Linked DNA regions of Mus musculus: region 2 is linked to region 1. The links are chromatin contacts, called in public Hi-C maps. All regions are on one chromosome and are shown on one strand. The core of a region is the stretch at or near the end of the contact, and the rest is flanking DNA. Distances in the headings are between cores, read along the strand shown. Region 1 overlaps Ntm (neurotrimin). Region 2 has its middle 45 kb from the start of Ntm.

What was found. Hi-C and Micro-C count contacts between places; a contact is called where the count stands out from the background.
Region 2: a contact with region 1 is called in a Hi-C map of cortical neurons, with 2.0 times the contacts expected there. The contact joins two enhancer-like sites. A contact is called at or near these places in 1 of 39 promoter capture datasets (hippocampal neurons) and 7 of 484 Hi-C or Micro-C datasets (cerebral cortex, cortical neurons, frontal cortex and 3 more).

Annotation. Positions count from the first base shown.
Region 1 is chr9:29,322,131-29,328,632 of GRCm38.p6, forward strand. The region is part of intron 1 of Ntm (neurotrimin); the gene reads right to left. Among named protein-coding and RNA genes, the nearest start is that of Ntm, 87 kb to the right of the region's middle. Within about 2 kb of position 3,226, at least 6 of the 459 cell types and tissues checked have an H3K27ac peak or open chromatin away from gene starts, as enhancers often do. A contact at or near this core is called in cortical neurons and hippocampal neurons, where this site is marked.
Region 2 is chr9:29,454,323-29,460,824 of GRCm38.p6, forward strand. It overlaps a transcript of Ntm not described here. Among named protein-coding and RNA genes, the nearest start is that of Ntm, 45 kb to the left of the region's middle. Within about 2 kb of position 4,044, at least 15 of the 459 cell types and tissues checked have an H3K27ac peak or open chromatin away from gene starts, as enhancers often do. A contact at or near this core is called in cortical neurons and hippocampal neurons, where this site is marked.

The DNA.
Region 1 (6,502 bases), core at 1,976-4,475:
AGCCTCTGCTCCTATGCTGACTTTCCCCATTGCTTCCTTCCACCCCAGACCAAATTCCTATCCGCCAGGATTTTCACATTGACAATGCTCTCTCTCCAGCTCTGCTGGGCTGAATTTCCATCATTCACAAGTCATCAATCAGTATGAACAAAGGCTCTTCTAAAAATGGCCTGATGGTTTAGTACTGCCATGTTGACATGCAGATCAACCAGCCACTTCTTTGAAACGTATACCCAGTTTTCAATTCACCCACACTAGAGTAGAAGGCAAATGACCACAGAGAGCCTTGGTCCTAGAACTTGGCCCCTTACTGAGAGGACAATACACAAGGAGTAAAATTTACTAAATTACTAAATAGACTAGTATAGAGTGGAGAGGATTCAGAATACATTGCATGAGTTTCAAGTGTTTAGTCAACCATGTTTACTATGGAGCTAACTGTGATTGAAGCAAGACATTGGCTGAAATGGGGTAGAAAAAGCAATATGGCTAGGCTATAGGGATGCTTTATGGGGTTGAAGATCTGTGGTTAGAAGCTTGACTGCTTTCAATAATGTAGGTGAGAAGGAGGAAGGGTCTGGACTACCACAGTGGATTTTAAATACCAGATAAAAGCCATTCAAAAGTGAACTCAGGGGACAACTGGAAATCAGGAAAAGACCCTTAGTTGGTTCTAAGGTGTCTACCTGGGTTCATGGTGGACAGATGGATGTGTGGCTTAAGTGTAAGAAGTCAGCCTGTGAATGTGAACACAGAATCCAGTTTGGGTCATCTTAAACACAAAATCTGTGAGAGCAAGACATACAGAGGGAAGTATCCAACAGGGAAACAGACCTTATGTCCAGAATGACTAGAAACATAAATTAATGAGTGAAAGGCCCCAGAATAAAAAAATCACTGAAATGGGTAAATAGCCTTTGGTGTTTCTATAAGATCCAGGCGAGGCTGGTCAACTTACAGTAAACTCCTGAAAAAAAAAAATGAACAGTTTAAAAACAATTGGGACAGAAGTTGCTTTCCCTAGCAAATCCCAGTGACACACAGCTGACATTAGACGCATCCTGTCATTAGGTGATTCCTGATGATACCATACAGTTTGCATCAATGCACATCAACTGCCTCTTTGGTTACGTGGTTAGATAGCAAGCCTGCGGGATCCCCTCCAACGCTGTTCATCCTTTTGTAGCAGAATATCCCTTTCTCCTCCCAGAATTCTACACCAGTTCCCATTACTCCTTAGAAGAATACTGTCAGCCCTCCATTTGGGTCATTTAGTGAACCCTACGGATGCTATTGCAATCTTTCTTTCTTTCTTTCTTTCTTTCTTTCTTTCTTTCTTTCTTTCTTTCTTTCTTTCTTTCTTTCTTTTGTTTTTTTTTGTTTTTTTGTTTTTTTGTTTTGTTTGTTTGTTTGTTTTTGTTTGTTTTTCAAGACAGGATTTCTCTGTATAGCCCTGGCTGTCCCGGAACTCATTCTGTAGACCAGGCTGACCTCGAACTCAGAAATCTACCTGCCTCTGCCTCCAGAGTGCTGAGATTAAAGGTGTGCACCACCACACCCGGCTTTACATATATGTATGTATGTATGTATGTATGTATGTATGTATGTATGTATGTATGTATACACACACACACAGCTATGGCAAGTTTAATTTTTGAGTTAGGTACAACAAGAGATTGATGGCAATAATTAACAATGAGCTAGAAACATAATAATAATGTCCTTGTCTGAGCATAAAGTTGTGAGCTTCTGCAAATCGCACATGTCAGAATTCACAGAATGCTTCCTCGGGCAATGCAGAGTGAAATTTAGCACCAAGGTGAGCTGCTCAGATGGATGCCAATGGTAATTAAGAATAAAACTCTTCTCTTTGAGGTCACCTCTGACTTCTCACTAGTCAAGTCTAGTAGGTGAGGTTTACCCTGACATTTCAAACTACTGGCTGTCACTGTCTCTTCACTCTCCCTAACCTTTGGGGACACTAGCTTTCTTCTGTTAACATTGTTGATTATGTCTTTCTTTATCTCTTGCACTTTTAACATCTCTGTTCCCTCTCAATTTTTTTAGTCTTCAAAATTCATAGTTAAAACAACTTTGCCTTAATTGTATCCACAGAGGAAATTTAAACACACACACACACACACACACACACACACACACACACACACACACACACACAAAGTCTTTATGTATAATTTGCAAACAACAAATACAAAAGTGTTAGCATTAGCCCAGCACTTCCATATACACAACTTCTGTGATTTGCAAAGCTGGAGGCCCGGTAGGCATTTCAAAGCAAGATGTTAACATTCAACCCATCATTTCCTACCACAAAGCCCTCTTCTCCTCTCCTGGCTAATTACATCACTCTCCGAGCTGAAGGTACAGAAGCTGCTCCAGGTGCATTGCTTGTCCCTCACCACAACAGACAACAAACTGTGTTCAACCTTCTAATGTCTACCGCTCTTCGTTTGTATTGCTCAGGACTCAGCATGAAGTTGTGGTCCCTCCTGAAGGGATGGTATAGACTCCTGGAAGTCATTCCACTCAGTAGCTTTCATTTCCAAACTATAGCCCACTGAGCCTAGCATTGCACACATCTAACCTGTGTCGTTTTCTTCTCATACATGAGAGATTCCTTCTTCAAGAAGACATAAGTTCCACTCCATACCATGCTTGCCCACACTTGCAGGTATGGGGATCACCTATTGCACTTTAAAAATCAGAATCATGGATCCTACCCCAAATCTATTCAAGAGAATACTTGATGGGCTAACTCCAGAAATATGTTGGATTTGTTTCCAAACTTCTAAAAGTTCTTATGACACACCTTCTGTGTAGCTGGTGGTGGAGCCATGTCCATAATAGCAAATGGCTAGTGTCTTCTCTGGCAATACCCAGTGTAAAAACCCCTGCTCAGCCTTCTGACCACAGAAGCAGTACTCATGCAGCATACCTCCTCGCTGGCCATTGTTCACATGGTACATGAATAGGCACCTAGACCCAAGCTACACAAATATAGCTCCTTTCATAGAGAATTTGTAAGGGGAACATGAAGAACTCGATCTTTCCAGATGGCTGTGCAGCTCTTGTCTGCTATACTCTACTGTGTGGATTAGAGAGATAGACGAAGCAATTCTGCATAATGAGAAGAACAGAAGTCACAAAAGGAACAGCAGAACTGACTCGCTGGTGCTATCCTTGTCCTTGGTACCAGTCTTTTTACTTGTTTGTTTTTGCAGTTCTGGGACTGAGTCCAGGGCTGCACGCATGATGGGCGGACACTCTATCACAGCGCTATATTGGAAGCCCCGGACTATTCCTAAAGCCAAGCTCTATCCCTGCATTTACAGTCCAGGAAATCATAACATGTTTTGAAGGGAGTTCTTTTCTTGCTTGAGCAACGTTGAATGGTTTCCACTCAGGCATCAAAAATTAATCAGATTAATAAACAAGAGATACACATCCAGTGAACGGCTCCACTCTCACTTTTCTACTGCTGACTCCGGGCATTACATATGCCCCACACTTCCACTGTGCATCATGGTTTGGAGTGTGCATTACCCTGGTCCCTACTGTTTCTTACCTATATTCCTCTTTCTGTACTTTAGCAGGTACAGCTTCCTCTTTGTGTATCTGGGCAATTAGCTTCCTCATCGCTGAAGATTTGGTTCAAGCTCTAGTTCCCTTGAATCCCTCCCCAGGCCTATAGTGGAGAAATGTATTCTCCCACTCTGTAACTTAAAGCTTGTGTTGAGAACTTGTATGGCTTTTGTCTTATGTCACTATAATCATCTGTTGCTAGCTGTATCCCTCTCTGAATCTCAAGGTGAAGGGAAAGAGCTGGTTTTTAATATCTTTGATTCTCTATCATTTCACACAGTGGTAAACATATAGAATGAGCTCATTATGTTTTTGTGTGTGATATGAATGCCTGAAATAATCAACCAATTAACCAATCATCTATTAATTACTTATTAATCAGAAGCTGTCAGAGGAAATAAAAGAAAAATGACTGTCTATAGCTTATAATGATTCTGCTTCTGACTTGCAAAGAAAACGCACTTGTTACAGGACTGCTCTTGTTGATTCTACAGTAAGCAGGAAAATGGTTGGTATGCTTCTTTTATTTACTTTTTCCCATTACAAAGGGAAGAAAGAAGGTCATGGGGGGAGCCCCTTACCAACCCTGCTGAAAGAGATTCTGTTCAATATTGGCTAACATAACCCCTCAGCTTGTGATCCCTGGGAGCGGGAAGGGTGTCGTATCTTCTTTATAGTGCACACTACACTGCTAAATATACAGCAAGTATCAACCAATGCGCATGAGTCATCCAGCCCACTTAGTGTGTAGTATTGCCTCATGGTTACCTTAAGTCAATGTTCTTATCCAGATTATAGTTTGTACATCACAGTTACAGGGCAGTCTATCAGGTAACTGGGTTCACAGCCCACTCAGACACTTGATTAAGATTCAAATTGACATAGCATCCTCTCTCTCTCTCTCTCTCTCTCTCTCTCTCTCTCTCTCTCTCTCTCTCTCCCTCTCTCTCTCTCTCTTTCTCTCAGTAGAGCAAGAATGTGGAGAATACTTAATAAGCTCAGTCCCTGCCTCACAGGAGATGAAAATGTGATCCTTTGCTAGCTCAGACAAAATCCTCCATGCTACATTAGGCTTGATAGCAAATTTTGTACTTGCAAGCTTTTATCAAAACTATATCTGAAATCTTAATAATGCAAGAAGGTGGATAAAGTCTCTCCTCTGTTCAGGTTTACATCAACAGAAACAGAACTAATTCCTGATTTGAAACTCAGCACTTAGGTTAAGATCTACAGTAGCATTTGGCAAGTCCTGAAGAAGATAGAAAGAACCTGAGCCCCCCCACACACACACACACATATACACACATACACACACAAATACACACACACATACACACACACACATACACACGCATATACACATACACACACATATATACATACATACACACACATATACACATACACACATACACACACATACACACACACATTTACACACACAGACACATACACACACACACACACACATATACATACACACACGCACTCCTGAATGAAAAATCTGAATGTTAAAACTAAAGATTATATTTATGAACAGCAATAAGTGCCTTGAATTTCAATTTAGCCACCTTAAAGAACATAAAATATAGGCTCAAGATGGCTCAGATTTACCAACTTTGCCTGGAACCATTTGCACCCAAGTTTGGTCACCAGTATCCATATAAAAACAACAAAAAGATCTGTTTGTGATAGCATGCACCTGTTAGCTCCATGCTGCAAAAGCAGACACAGAGGCTTCCCAGGGCTCGCTAGTCACATAGTGTAGCTGAATCCATGAACCGGAGAGTCAACCAGTGTCTCAAAAACCCAGGCTGTGGCTGCAAATAGATGTCAGTGATAGAAAGCCTGCCTGGAGTGCATGAAACCCTAGGTTCAAATCCCCAGGCCCTCAAAATAGAACACAAGCAATGTGGAGAGTTAATAAGGGGATGGCCAACAGCAGATTATCTCTGACCTCCATATACACACCTGTACACACATGTGCAAACCCACTTATGCACACACACTGTACACACACACACACACACACACACACACACACACAAGAAGTCCTCATTAAGGAGAGTATAAGATTTGCATTTAAGTTAAGAAGAAAGATCTACCCTTCTATTGAAATCAGCAATTTTCTTGTCACTGGCTATGAGACTTGGAAAGTTGTTTTTTTTTTTTTTTAATGTCTTTATCTTTATGTTTTGTTGTCTTCAAAACACAGTGTATAAAATCTATTCTGTTAAACTTACTGGCTGCTTTTGAGGGTCAAGATCAATAAGATTGATTCTTCTACCCCAGCTTCCAGCGATCTAGCTCACACAATAACACTATGGGGTGTGTTGTTTAGTTGTTCCAAATATTTGCAGCTTCTCTTCAGGAAAGAGTTATAGTATTCAGTGCACTGACATCAGTTTTGGTCATCTGACTTGCTGTGGTCAACACAAAATGGAACAGAAGTCTCACATCTTATTATAAACTGGCAGCTTTGGGAGCAGTTATGTGGCTCTGCTCTTCTTTTCTCTCTGGAGCAAGATTCGGGGTCTAAACTCTAACCTACGCCTTCAAGCTTCGTCCTAAAATCTAAATAATAGATGTGTGTATGTCTCCATATATGTGTGAACATGTCTGTTGTCAGTCATTGAAATATTTAAGGCAGTTGTTATTGAAGCAGAAATCTGCCAAAGCTGATGGATACACAGGAGAGACTCAATCAACTTCAACTTCACCTAAACATTCCCCAAGTTTAACTGACCCAGCTTCCTTGGGAAACATCCCCCCACCTATAAAGAAGTACGTGCTACACTTTTATTACCTTAGCCCTTTTCTCATCTTGTATATTAAATAATTATTTTAATAATTCATTTTATGCCAAGTAGAGTTATCATTATGATATAATAATGTAATC
Region 2 (6,502 bases), core at 2,794-5,293, 130 kb after region 1:
AAATAAAGAGAATTAGAAAATATATTGAGTGAGGTAACCCACACTCAGAGAGGCAGCCATTGTATGTTTTCTTTCAACAGTGGTTCCTAATTCTAAATTAAACTGTGATCATTGCTGGGATATGGGCCTAAGGGAACAATACAGAGGAGGATAGCAGAGTTCAAAGGATCCAATTAGGAGAGTGGAAATAAAAAGGAGGCTCTAATTAGGGAAAGAGGGATAAATACAAAGCAAGAGGAGGAATATAAAATAACCGTAAGGATGCCATGCTATTAGCTCTCTACCTTTTTAAAGGTCCTATAATCCATGGAGGTCTGTATATAAATGTACATATATAGTTTAAATTTAAATTTTCTCATCTAGGCTGATGGTGCTCCCATCCAAGAGCAAAAGACTATGGAGAAAGAATCCCGAGCATATGAAGCCATCTTTTGAGTTGTTATCTGAGGGTTCTTTTGAGGGTTATCTGAGAGACTCCTAAAACATCACTATAACAATTACCCTGGTTTGCACTATCAGGGGTAGGAGGAAAGTCTCTCTTGCTAAAGTCACCATGTACTTCAGAAACAGGGCCCAGAATTCCATGAGCTGGAATTGACCTGGATCCCTCTTCCTTGAGGATAAGCTTGCATTGTATAAGAAGGCACCATGCAAGTCTCCAAAGGAGGGAAAGCAATCAATTTCTACCCATCTATGACTGCTATGTGGCACAGCAATGACCAGCATGGCAAAATCACCCTGAGGGTGCAGTAGTAGCACTTATACTTTGGTAGTAACCAAGAACTCTCTTACTGGACCTAAGACCTGTTCAACAAGAGGGAAACTGTGCCTGATAGGGAAACCTAGCCAACTATGCAGAACTATTAGCTATTAATAAAAAAGGAAGCCATGAAGTTAAAGATAGAAAAGAGGGATATATGGGAAGATTTGGAGAGAGGAGAAGGGATGGGAAAAATGTAACTGTAATCTTAAGAGTAAAAAAGTAATAAGTGGTACATGATATAATAAATAATATAAAGTAAAGCTTTATCAGTATTCAAAATTACTTCATGGGATCAAAAGATGCCTTTCTCGAAGAAAATACTAGGCAACATTCAAGAATTCCCAGATTCTTTCAGATTGTACTTTAATTGAAAGCTTCTCTGCCATTGAACATGTCGAGAAAACAAACTGTATTTTGTGGGTTATAAAAATAAAAATAGTATATAAAGTTGGAATAAGGTGAAGTAGAGGTGAGTATGGAAGGAATTTGAGGGACAATGGGGGGGGGGGCACATGAAGGCATCAAGCTCACATAATTAAACCATTCTACTGAAAAAGAACCTCAAGGTTACTTCAAGTTTCTTTGTGTCATTTTGTTCACCTTATAAAATTGGTATCTGAACTGTAGAGTTGTGGTATGGATTAAATCATGTGGTTTCTGAACAGCAAATAGTCCTCATGGAAGCCTGCCCCAAAGCAAGAATGGGGGCCCTAGCATGGAAGAGAGAGAGAGGCCTGTCAATCATCACAGAAGAGTCACTACTTAGAGCTGGTTGCTTCCTCCCACCCCAGTGGGAATTCTAAGGTCTGATTTTGATGAGAAATGACAGGGACAAGACAGTAAGTATGAGACAGCAGCATCTGCCTTGGGATCTACAATTAAATTATCTCTCAAATTTTCACCAAAGTCTCCTTCTGTTTCTAAAACTATAATTTTACTAAGAATAACCTAAAATGAGAACATACATGAAGTTTTAGAAATAGCACTTGGAAATCGTAGAGCTGGCATTGCCTAAGCCATCTGAAGTCATTTTAAATTTTATTTGGGACGAAGGATGAACAAGGATAGGACAGGCCAATTTCTCGGGAGGCAGCAGGATGCGAACAGATGTCAGTGGTGGCAGATCATTGCAATTCCTGTCTGCGTTCTGCATGCATCCCAAAAAGAGAACATGAACGTCTTCGAACTGAAATGAAGAAAATAATTTTGGAAATACTCTTGGATGCCTGAGCTGGATGAGCACTCCTCAGAAACAATGAGGATCCAGTGAGGTGCATGTGAGGACAGGAGGCTTGTGTTGGGGGTAGCATCCCCTTTCTCCTCCCAGCAGTCTCTGAAGAAAGAGACTCTGAACAAAGAAAGAAACTTTGAACACTAGGGGATAGTATAAAAACTTTAAAAGTGGGAGTCTATTAATCCTGGCTTATTCCACCCATTAAGCACTTAGGTGACAGAAGCCAGCATGTGTGTGTGTGTGTGTGTCTGTGTGTGTGTGTGTATGTGTGTTTGTGTGTGTAGTCACCTAGCTAATAGTAGGAAAACAGTGATCATACCTTTTCCATTTCTGATCTGGGAGAAAGACTGGCCCATATAAACTGCTGCCTCAGTTCAGGGGAACGCCAGAGCCAAGAAGTGGGAGTGGGTGGGTGGGGGAGTGGGTGGGGGAGTGGGTAGGGGAGTGTGTGGGGTACTTTTGGAATAGTGTTGGAAATGTAAATGAAATAAATACCCAATTTTTTAAAAAAAGAAAAGTATAGAGCTTCTTGTATTAGAAGTTTGTCCACCCCTTCCATACCACAGTGCAGTGTAGGAGGTGGTGGGGCCTTTAAGAGGTGGGGCTTCATGCATCTCATCAGGTCATTGGAGGTACTGCTCTGTGGAGGAAGTAAGGGAGTTCTTACAGGACCTTGGTGAGTTCTCATGAGAGTGGGATGTTAGCATGGGGTGTCAGCAAGAATCACAATGACCTTTTCATCTCTGTCTCTGTATGATCACTTTCTTACTGTTGTGGGATTTGGGTGGCATGTTGGAAATACACTGACTGAGCTGTTACTCATCACATAGATGGCCATAGGCTGGACCAGTAGATGATCGGGCTCCAAAACTGACCTAGATGAGACAGACTTCTTATAAAGTAAGTACAAAAGGAGGAGAACACATAACGACAATTGCTAGGCTTGTGTTCACCTATTTGGAGAGCTTTCACGAGTTCCAGTGGACAGTGATGGTTGGAATACAGTGAAGAAGGCCATGCTAACTGCAGAATCAGCCATGTGTATCAAAGACCACAGTGACCTGTGAAAGGGGTACAGGATAGCACTGGGTGCAGATGAAAGGTCTGTAGAACCTGGGGCAAAGGGTGTGTCTAGTGATGTCATCAGGACAGTATTATAGGGAAAGGTGTACTATGTAAAGGATAAAATTGGAGGAGATAGAGCCATTCAGAAGTACTATTTAAAATGGGTAAATAAAACAGAAAAAAATTAACAGAGGTTGAAAGACAGTTGGAGCTCAAGGTATGCATAGGAGACAAGATGGAGCAGGGGTTGTCCTTGGAGAAATGAGGCATACTGAGTCAGGGATACTGCTATTTCAAGTGTGAGCTAGCTTGAACTTGATTTTGGTGCAAGCTGCTGAAATATCTGGACAGACCCAGACAGGATCCAAGCTCTGTGGGGAAGATGAATCTAGTCTACAATGAATGGCAGCCAGAAAGGATTTCAGACAGAGAGATCAGATAGGAGCTAGCTATTAGTAAGAAGTTCACTGCAGATAAAGAATGATCACACGGGGGTGGGGTAGAGGTGGGGGTTGTGGGGGTGGGGCTGGGAGAAGAGGAAGAGTCTTTGATAGATCTTGGTCAAAGTTAAAAGGGGCGGGGTGGGGGGGCGGGAGGGAGAGATCCTTAGGGCAAGGTGACCGAAGTCACAAAGGAATTAAGGTCTTTTGTTTATCTGTGAAATGAGGGGCACATTGTGCTTTGGGGGCTCATTTACCTAACAGTATAATTCTCTCCATAAGGCATGGAATAGCTAGTGAGCTCTTAGTTTCATCCTGTGACTCCACCAAGCCCAAGAAAAACAGCCTCAGTTAAGCGCAGCCCTGCTGTCCCCGGGATTTCCTTGTTGCAGGAGTATGAGGCAGATTAGTGGGCTCCCAAACACAGTCTTGACAGCGAGGGGTGGGGGTGGGGGGCTGGGGAGGTTAAGGGGTTGGGATGAGGGGGAGCTAGGGGTTCTTCAGTTAGCACTGCAAGGCCAGCAGTCAGGCTGGCCTTTTTCAAACTTGTACCCACAGCTCCATCTGCTGGTGGTGGGATCCCTGGCCTGTGGGCTCTGTGTACTTAAGACCTTATTTTGTGTCCCCAAACACCTCTGTCCACATTTCACCCTTCTCTTTGCAGTCATAGAAACACACTCACAAGAGTGTGAATGTGCATACACACACATAGACACACACTGACACCCAAAAATACGCATGTGCAACTAGGAAGATGCAGACACAGGTAGAGAAAAGCTGATAGATAATCATGCACAAACACAGATTCATAGAAACTCTGCCAAACATAGAAGTACACAGGGAAAGATACACATACAAGGATATACATACACAGGCATACAGAGGAAAGCGCACACACACACACACACACACACACACACAGAGAGAGAGAGAGAGAGAGAGAGAGAGAGAGAGAGAGAGAGAGAGAGAGATTAATTTCTGCCACCTCCTGTGATGTACAAGGTGCAAGCACCTTCCTGCTATATCTGGGTGGCTTCTTGTTCCCCCCCAGCCCTCTAATTCTGGAGCCCTGCAGCCTGCCCGGAGGCAAGGCCTGGGGTGAGAGTTGAACCAGATTCCCTCCTTAGCCCAGTGTAAGTGCAAACAGCAGGTGGCCAGGAGGAGTACTTGGGAGGGCTCATGGTTGGACATCTGAAAAGTTAATTTCTTGGTTAATTTACCTTTGTGCCTATAACAGAACCTATGATTGCATCCTGCTCTCTCTTCAAGAATCCAGGAGACTGGAAGGAGAGAGGGAGCCCTGCTTTCAACACTCCTACACCTGCTCCCCCCCCCCCCCACTCCATCTTGGCAGCCTCACTGTGTTCCAGCTTGCATTCCCCAACAACTGGCGAGACAAGCTGGCCCCTCCTACCTTTCCTATTAACCTACTTTCCCTGAAGACACTAGTTTGTCTAAAGAAGCTTAAGTTCAAATGAATTTTATTTTTAAACCAGAAAATTTACGACACTGTAATGAAAATAGTCACTTTTTAAAAACCTTTTAAGGAAAAAAAAAAAAAAAAGGAAAGAAAGAAATGCCATTCCCAGCTACATCTCTTAATGGCTGCCTCCTGGAGGCAGACTAAGTGATGGCTCTAACCAACCTGTTTAAAATGTGAGAGAGGTTACTGCAGAAGTAATCCAAGGGTGTCTCGACTGCAAATACGAATGCCTTTGTCAGCGATCTCTGGCGCCATGCAGGGCACAGGTATTTTTAGCCCACGCAGATATGCAGGGGACACATGTGCACAAGCTGAATTCTGTGAGATGGGTTCTGAATCCTGACTCTCCATTCCTGTGGGCTTTGGAGCTCTGACAAAGTGGCTGGCTATGGCTGCAGACAAACGGGTCAGGGTCTCTGATTTGTGCCCAGTTCTCCGGCCTACGGAACCCAGACTGAGATGTAGCATCTCTATGGCAACTGCTGTAGCCTCCATAGATGTCAGCGATGACAGAAAGGGCTGCTATAGACCCCATAGACACTCCTGCTTTGGTCTGTTGTTTTGGTTTTTCCCTTTGCACATCTGGAACAAGGCTGAACAGAAAAGGAATGGTGAAATTCCCGAGGCATCTCCTTGTGTGCAAATTATAGTACAATGATATAGTATATGTGTGATCTGCATGTCTGAAGGTGGGTATAGTGTATACGGTGTTAGAAAGCACATGTGTGCTGCCCATGTTGCACACATGAGAGGTGTGTAGTGCATTGGTAATGTTGAGTGCTTACAGTTTTATTCAGGTGCTTATATTCGTGAGTGAGTTTCTCTCTCTCTCTCTCTCTCTCTCTCTCTGTGTGTGTGTGTGTGTGTGTGTGTGTGTGTGTGTGTGTGTGTGTGTGTAAGAGAGAGAGAGAGAGAGAGAGAGAGAGAGAGAGAGAGAGAAAGATCTACCAGTCCAGGTCATGCATATGTACATGACTATAGTAAATCTTCTAGTTTGGTATGGTCTGTAGTTAGTTACTTAGTTAGTTTATTTTGACCAGCAGGTAAATGGGCAGTAGGAGGCAGCTGACTCTTACTTCCCTCCTAGGGTGAACAAAGTGTAGCAACTGCCTTTGGACTGCTTTTACACTCACCAGCCATAGTCCGTCTCAACACATGCTCACGGGGATTCTGGACACACCCACATTCAAACATCAGTTTCTATCACACTCATAAGTACATTCCTAACTCGGAAATACTGCATTCTCCATTCCTGTTTGCATGGATGTTGTGAAACACAGCTTTCGCCATTTGTTACCAGTGGCTTTGGGTAAGCCACTTTATCTTTATAAGCCTCAGTATTCTTATCAAGAATGGGTTACAGGCCCAGGGCTTCAGGGCATGTAGACCTTGTCTCCTAGTGGACACTGTGATAAAGCGTGACTGGGTCCCGTGGTAAAGAACATAGTGTCACAGAGCGCAGTCCCTGTGTCGCAAAGGGATAATGAACAGTTCTTGCCTCCATGAACACAGAAACT